2 separate regions of the Rattus norvegicus genome follow, and region 1 is linked to region 2. The links are chromatin contacts, called in public Hi-C maps. All regions are on one chromosome and are shown on one strand. Each heading gives the region's core, a stretch centred on a gene start, on an enhancer-like site or on the middle of the called end of the contact. The rest is flanking DNA. Distances are from core to core; before and after follow the strand shown.

What was found. A called contact is a pair of places that touch in the nucleus more often than the background predicts.
Region 1: a contact with region 2 is called in a Hi-C map of frontal cortex, with 2.2 times the contacts expected there. The contact joins two enhancer-like sites. A contact is called at or near these places in 2 of 12 Hi-C or Micro-C datasets (frontal cortex and prefrontal cortex).

The regions. Positions count from the first base shown.
Region 1 is chr4:170,216,247-170,219,837 of GRCr8, forward strand. No RefSeq gene overlaps it. Among named protein-coding and RNA genes, the nearest start is that of Emp1, 270 kb to the left of the region's middle. Within about 2 kb of position 1,750, at least 2 of the 93 cell types and tissues checked have an H3K27ac peak or open chromatin away from gene starts, as enhancers often do.
Region 2 is chr4:170,021,416-170,025,099 of GRCr8, forward strand. No RefSeq gene overlaps it. Among named protein-coding and RNA genes, the nearest start is that of Emp1, 79 kb to the left of the region's middle. Within about 2 kb of position 2,411, at least 11 of the 93 cell types and tissues checked have an H3K27ac peak or open chromatin away from gene starts, as enhancers often do.

The sequences.
Region 1 (3,591 bases), core at 500-2,999, 190 kb after region 2:
TGAAGAAGTTCACCCCTTCCTAGTCCTTTCTGATCTCTGGCTGACGTCAACTCAGCTCTTCTGTCTCAAACTCCTCTCCGAGCTGACTGATTCAATCTTACTTCTTTTGGCTTCTGACCGAATTGCTCTTCTTGGCTTCAAACAAACTCTGGCAATGTTATAAGCTTCTGGCTCTTTCTCACTCTCCGGCTTCTTCTGTCTTTAGCTGTGTTTAGCTTGATCTCTCTTTGCAACCTGTCTCTCTATAATGGTTCAAGTAAAACTTCCTCTCTTCTTTTTTTTTTTTTTTTTTTTTTTTGCACTGCCCCTTAAGTAGCTTCCCTTTCCTCTCTCTTCTCATGAGAGTTGGGCATATCCTATTCTGTCAAATCTTTCTCTGATTCATCAATTTGTCTGCCACTCAATTAGACACCACTTTCAGACATTGGTTCTTCTATCTACAAACTAACTTTACCTTCATTATTTGGGATTAAAGGTGTGTGCTAAGGGAGTGTCTGTATTCTAGATAACTTTACCTTCATTATTTGGGATTAAAGCTGTGTGCTAAGGGTGAGCTACATACCATAACTAGAAGCAGGGTTTTTCCAGTAAACCACATAATCTCATGGCTCACAGTGTGATCGAATATCCTGAAATAGCAGATGTGTAGTTAGACTAAGTTCTCCTCCTTTAATTAATAGATAAGGAAAATTAACTAGTCTTGGCTGTGGAAGAAACTTGAGTATATGGTAGGAAGAAGGATAAGGCAGTGCCTGTTTATAAGGGAGAGAATCAGCTAGTGTTAGAGATGGGGTATGGCAGAACTAAGATGGCCTGGAATTTCCAGAGAGGGTTTATTAAAGATTTGGAAGCGTGATGTAGAGGCTAACATGCTGCTGTGTGGGTTGCCCATAAGCAGACCAGAAGGTAGGATATAATGCAATGTATCTCGAGTCAAATTTCATTTAGATCACTATTTGAATTTGGGGGAATGGGTGGGATATGTGTCCACCCACCCTCTCAGTGATTCGTCCACTAAGGGTATGCTCATTTACCCGTCCCCAATTTGTGGCACCTTTTTAAGATTGGAGATACAGTAAAAAAATTGTAGAAGACTGAAGAAGGGCATAGGAGTAGAACACTCTAAGTCATTATGATGAATAGGAAGACGGTGATTGGATATATGTGGGAATACATTCCGAATCTGTCACTCAATGGCTATGCATCTTAGAGGAGAGGATAAACCCTGTCCTTTATGCCTCTCTGGCCTTATTTTCATTGTTTTGAGGTTCAGTTGAAATGAGGCACTGAAGAGTTCATGGGGTCAATTTTATGTGATACAAACGTAAATTTCATTTAATTGTCAATTTGTCTATCATACTTATACTATCACAACAGGTCAGATCCTCTTCTTGGTTCTGTGATAATAACAGTGACACAAACATTTTATTACCAGTCTTCTTTTTCCTTTTTGAAACACAGGACCATTGTGAAGCCCAGGCTGATGTAGTACGCACTACAGAGCTCTGGTTGACTTTAAGTTCACTTTGGAGTGCAGGCTAGCCTCAAACTCCCAGAAATCCTCATGCTGCATCCTCTCATGAGCCACTAGACTTACTAGTTCTGACTTTCTTGATTATAGCTTTATTGTGATTCTTATTTTCTAGGTCTTTCTGTCCATGCAGTAGTGTCTCTTACTCCTCTAAGCTTCAGAATCCTAGGGAAGACTAATAAAGGTCAACCCTGCCTTTGGGAAGGGGAAGAATGCTCCTCAATGAAGGCTTTAGAAGGGAGAAATGAGCTTTATAGAGTTGCCACAGTAAGGACACAGGGTGTGGGTGGGGGCAAAGAAGATAAGGAGAGCAAAGACAGATATAAAACAGAGAGGAGAAGTAATTGAAAACAAGAGGAAGAAGAAAGGACAGATGCACACAGACAGCCCTGCAGCTTGTGGGAAAAGGAAAAGGTGTGTCACAATTCACACAGCTTATCTTCTTGATCTGCAATATTTTTGTGGATGTCAGAATAGAGAGAGGAATGTGTGTGTGTGTGTGTGTGTGTGTGTGTGTGTGTGTGTGTGTGTTGTATATGTGTTACTAACAGTCATCTATTTCTGGCCCTAAATTATATGCCATGAAAGCCGCTCTGAGACAAGATGTGTTATTTGGCTGCCAGAAGGAGAAGTTAAAGGGAAAAGAAGCTTCTTGATTTCTTTCTTCCTTTTCCTCACCCTCTCACATCTACCAGGTTCTATGGTTAGTAACGACTGCCTTCTAGGGTTTAGAATGAAACTCATATGAAGAAGAAAAGAACTCTGCAGAGACAGCCCCACCTGGGGATCCATCCCATATACTGTCACCAAACCCAGACAGTATTATGGATGCCAAGAAGTGCATGCTGACAGGAGCCTGATATAGCTGTCTCCGGAGAGGCTCTGCCAGAGTCTGACAAATACAGAGTCGGCTGCTCTCAACCAACCATTGGACTGAGCATGGGGTCCCCAATGGAGGAGTTAGAGAAAGGATTAAAGGGGCTGAATTTGTTTTCAACCCCATAGGAAGAACAACAATATCAACCAACCAGACCCCCCCCCAGCACTTCCAGAGCCTAAGCCACCAACCAAAGAGCACACATGGAGGGACTCATGGCTCCAGCTACATATGTAGCAGGGGATGGCCTTGTCAGGCATCAATGAGAGGAGAGGCCCTTGGCCCTGTGAAGGCTCAATGTCCCTGTGTAGGGGAATGCCAGGGCAAGGAGATGGGAGGGAGTGGGTGGGTGGGGGAACACTCTCATAGAGGCAGGGGGAGGGGGAAGAGGTAAGGGGACTCCACAGGGGAAATCGAGAAAGGGGATAATATTTGAAATGTAAGTAAAGAAAATATCCAATTAAAAAAATAAATGCAGAGAGAGAGAGAGAAAGAGAGAGAGAGAGAGAGAGAGAGAGAGAGAGAAAGAGAGAGCTTTCTGCAGCTCTGACTCTAGGAAGGCACGTCTCTACAATGAGCTGAAACCTATCATCTTTCAGCTGCATGGAGAGAGTTAAGATCTTTTTTTGGTCCCCTATGTAACAAAGAGGAGATTAAGGTCAACATGATTGTCCCACCTGAGGCTACTCAGGGAACTTGTAACAGAAGGACAAAAGAGTAACTTGTACAGTCTAGTTTGCCCTCTCGATCAGTCAGGTACACACCAAGGCATCATTCCTGTTTCTAGTTCCAACTGGTATTGCTCACCTTGGAAGTCACGGAGATTCACTTAACTTTCCTTCTGACTTCATCAGTGCAAAGCAGCCAGCTCATCTTCACACGACCTCCACATGACCTCCACACGACCTCCACACGACCTTCAGATACTGGGTTCTCTTCTAAGCTCAGGTTTTACCAAATACTGCTTTCCGAAAAGTGGCTTTGGATCAGACATCTCTCTGCCTATGTGACCAAGACTCACACAGGGCACTCAATCTTAATGCTTCAGTTTCTTTTTCTGTAGAATGGAGAGAGTTTTCTTACTTTGGCCATTTGAGACAGGTTCTTAGGTAACCCAGGCTAGCCCCAAACTCACTACATAGTAGAGGATGACCCTGAATTCTAGGCTTTATCTGTTGCTTCC
Region 2 (3,684 bases), core at 1,161-3,660:
GTGAGCAGCACCCCATCATAGCCTCTGCATAGTTCTTGTATCCAAGTCATTGCATCTAAATTCCTGCCTTGTGTGAGTTCCTGCACTTACTGCTTTTGATGATGAACTATCATACGAACTGTGAGCACAATATACCCTTCCCTCTCCAAATTATTTTTGATCATGGTGTTTCATCACAGCAATAGTAACACTAGCTCTGACAAGTTGGTACTAGGAGTGAGGTATTGCTGTGACAGGCCTGACTATGTTGTTGGTTGACAGGATGAGGAGTTTTGACTAGAAAAGCAGTGTATCCTTTGATGAGGGCTTGGTGGGCCATACCAGGAGAAGTGTGGAAAGCAATGGTGCTGAGAGCAACATAGATTATGACACACTGGCTTAAAGGAGACACACTTCTCAAAGGAGAAGAATTTTAGGTGGCCTAGAGACCATTCTTGTGGTAATTTAAGACTGTGTTGTTTTCTGCCCTTGTCCAAACAAACAATCTGCTCAAGGCAGATTGAAGTGTCTTTGGCATTGTCAGAGGAGATTTCAAGACAGCCTAGTATTGACTCTGCTGTGTGATTATTAGTGGTCACTCTTACATAGATCTATAATGAAAAGGACCAAGTTGAACAAAGAAAAATGCAAAATGTACAGTTTGAGGAGAAAAGGGCACCAGGAAATTTAATGGAGATAAATCCAGTGCTCAAAGAGTTAAAAAGTATAAGGAAAAGACTATTCAATACTAAATGGAATAAAAGGAGAGGTGACCTCAGGGCAAGACTCAATCTAGTTAAGTTGCCAACTTGTGAAAATGAATTTAAAGAAAAGCTTAAAGAGTGAAGAAAACACTCGGCAACAGAACACTGATGAACATGGCAGCTTCAGCCACATGGATCTGGTTTTAGCATCAAGGATAGACCCACAGGCTAAGGAAAGCCACTGAGGCCAGGCATGCATTAGGGGTAGCTATGCATGGAAAATCAGAAAGGGTGAGGTCATTACATGAAACTTTGAAAGTAGAGCCATGTTTTTGCTTGAGACCCCAAGATGTTGGAGATGCCAGAGCCATGGGATACCTGCCAAGGAGAGCTACTGTCCCTGGAATCAACCCATGAAAAAGAAGTGTGTCACTGTCAGCAAGGCTGAAAGGAGTAGGTGACTGGATGAGTGCTTTGACATCAGACATGGAGATGCAAGTTTAGTGTTTGCCCTGATGGTTTTTGTCTTTTGTTGGTCCAGTATTTTCTGACTCTTGTAGTCAAGGTTCTGATTGCTGTGACAAAACACTATGACCAAAGCAATGTGGGGAGAAAGGGGTTTATTTGGCTTATACTTCCATATAGCTGTTCATCATCAAAGGAAGTCAGGACAGGAACTCATGCTGGGCAGGAACCTTGAGGCAGAAGCTGATGCAGAGACTGTGGATGGGTGCTGCTTACTGGTTGGTCCTTGTGGCTTGTTCAGTCTGCTTTCTTATAGAACCCGTGACCACCAGCCTAGGTATGTCATTACCCACAATCAGTAATAAAGAAAAACTCTTACGGACCTGCCTGCAACACAATCTTATAGAGGCATTTTCTTAATTGAGGTTTCCTCCTCTCAAGTGACTTTAGCTTGTGTCAAGTTGACATAAAACTGCCCAGCACACTCATTGTGCTTCATTTCCTCCCCTTTGGAATAGTAATGTGCATTCTGTGCCAAGGAATGTTGAAAGTATGAGATCTGCTCTTTATTTTTTGTTTTATAGGGGGGTTAGAGTTAAGAGAATGCCATGAGTCTGAGAAGAGATTTTGTATTTGGGACTATGAAATACTATGGGGACTTCGGAAGCTTGACTAAATACGCTTTGCATTATGATACAGCTGTAAGTCTATGGAAGCCAGAGAGTAGAATGTGATAGTCTGAATAAGAATGTTCCTTGTAGGCATATATATTTGAATCAGAGAGTGACACTATATGAGGAGGATTAGAAGAATTGGGAGGTATGGCCTTGTTGGAGAAAGTGTGTCACTAGAGGTGGTGGGCTTTTAAAGTTTCCAGGCTTTCTCTCTGCCTACTGCCTGTAGATCAGGATACAGTTCTTAGCCACTGTTTCAGTGACTTGCTTCCTGCCATGATGATAATGGACTATATGTCTCTAAAACTATAATCACCAAGATAGCACAGAGAGGGTAAGAGGCTGTGTGACACTTGGAGTAGGTCATGCATCTTGAAGACAGGGGCCGTGTCCGTGTCCCCTCGGTGCTTAGAATAGCACTTGTCGTGGACTGAACATTCAGGAAGTGCTTGTTGAATAAATGCATAAACAAATAAGTTTCAACAGAGCCCTCTCCACCACCAATGGTCCCCCTAACTCCGAGCCAAACACAAACAGTTGGAGGGAGGTGCCTTCCTTAGTGCCCAAGAGCAGTAGCAGCAGATGGTGCTGTCCAGATATGAGACCTTGTCCTTTTACTCCTGCATTGAGCTCCCCACTCTCTACTCTTGTCCCTCTCTGAGTTGTCCCTGCTCCAGGAAGGTGGCCAGCTGAAGCCACAGGCCTTCCAGCAGAAAACACCTGGCTGGTCAAAGCCTTTTTGTCTCTGCAATTACCTTCTATTTCCCTCTCCCTCTTCAATTTCATGCAAAGCCAACTGGTGTTTCTTTTCAAGCAGCTGAGAGCACCAGATGGAAGGGTGGGGGAGGTGGAGGCAGGGTGCGAGGCATCGAAGGGACAAGCAGGGCTGTGGATGGGGGGGGGCATTAGGAAGCATGTGATACCGGGACAGTGCCAGGCAGGTCAATGGAGGTAGGGAAGGCAGAAAGGGTGGAGAAAGCCAGCAGGCACCATACGTGTACACGTACACACGCAGTACTTTCAACATACCATTAAAACAGAGAAATGTTCTGGTTTCCGTAGCAACAAGGACGAGATCGGTGCCTCAGCCAGTGAAACTTATTGGGGGAAAAAGGCATTTGCCTGTTAAGGAGCCTGATGAATTGGGGGATAATTGTACAGCGTTCTGCCACCATTAACACATATAATAATAATTCAGAAAATACTGTAAAGAGAACAGAAGATTGATGAAAATCCCACAGAGGCAGGGGTGGGAGGGAGGGGCAGAAGGCAGAGAAATGGGATATAGGAATGTTCTAAGTAAATATCCCAGGGTGGGCACTTGGTGTGAGGTAGCATTGGAACCAGCTCATATGTCAGTCTCCAGAGGTCTAAGGTGAAGCTGGTTATATCTGTCCCCAATTCTATAGAGAAAGTATGTTGTTGTGTCCTGTTCTCATTCAAGGCTTCAGAAAGTAGGTAAGTGGATATGGAAAGTCTAAAAGTTTGTAGTAGTGGACTCTGTGACATCTGGGCCCTGCGTCTGCATTTCTCATAGTGTCCAAAGGAACTATGGACCATCAAAGGATAGGACAGTAGAGGAGATTCCTGACAACTGAGTCATATATAACAGAATCTTGCCTGTGGGAGAAGAAAAAGAAATCACAATTATCTTGCTCTCTTGGTAGCAAAGACTCCATGCCAAGTGCATAGTAGTTGCTAAATAAAATGGTGCTACTAATGGGGACTGGGATGACGGGGACAAGGACTACAGTTCAGTCGGTAAAGTGCTTGCTTTGCAAGCATGAGGAGGACCCGAGTTCACATCCCCAGTGGTCACATATAAAGCCAGATGTGCTACTATGCACCTGTAGTCCCAGTGC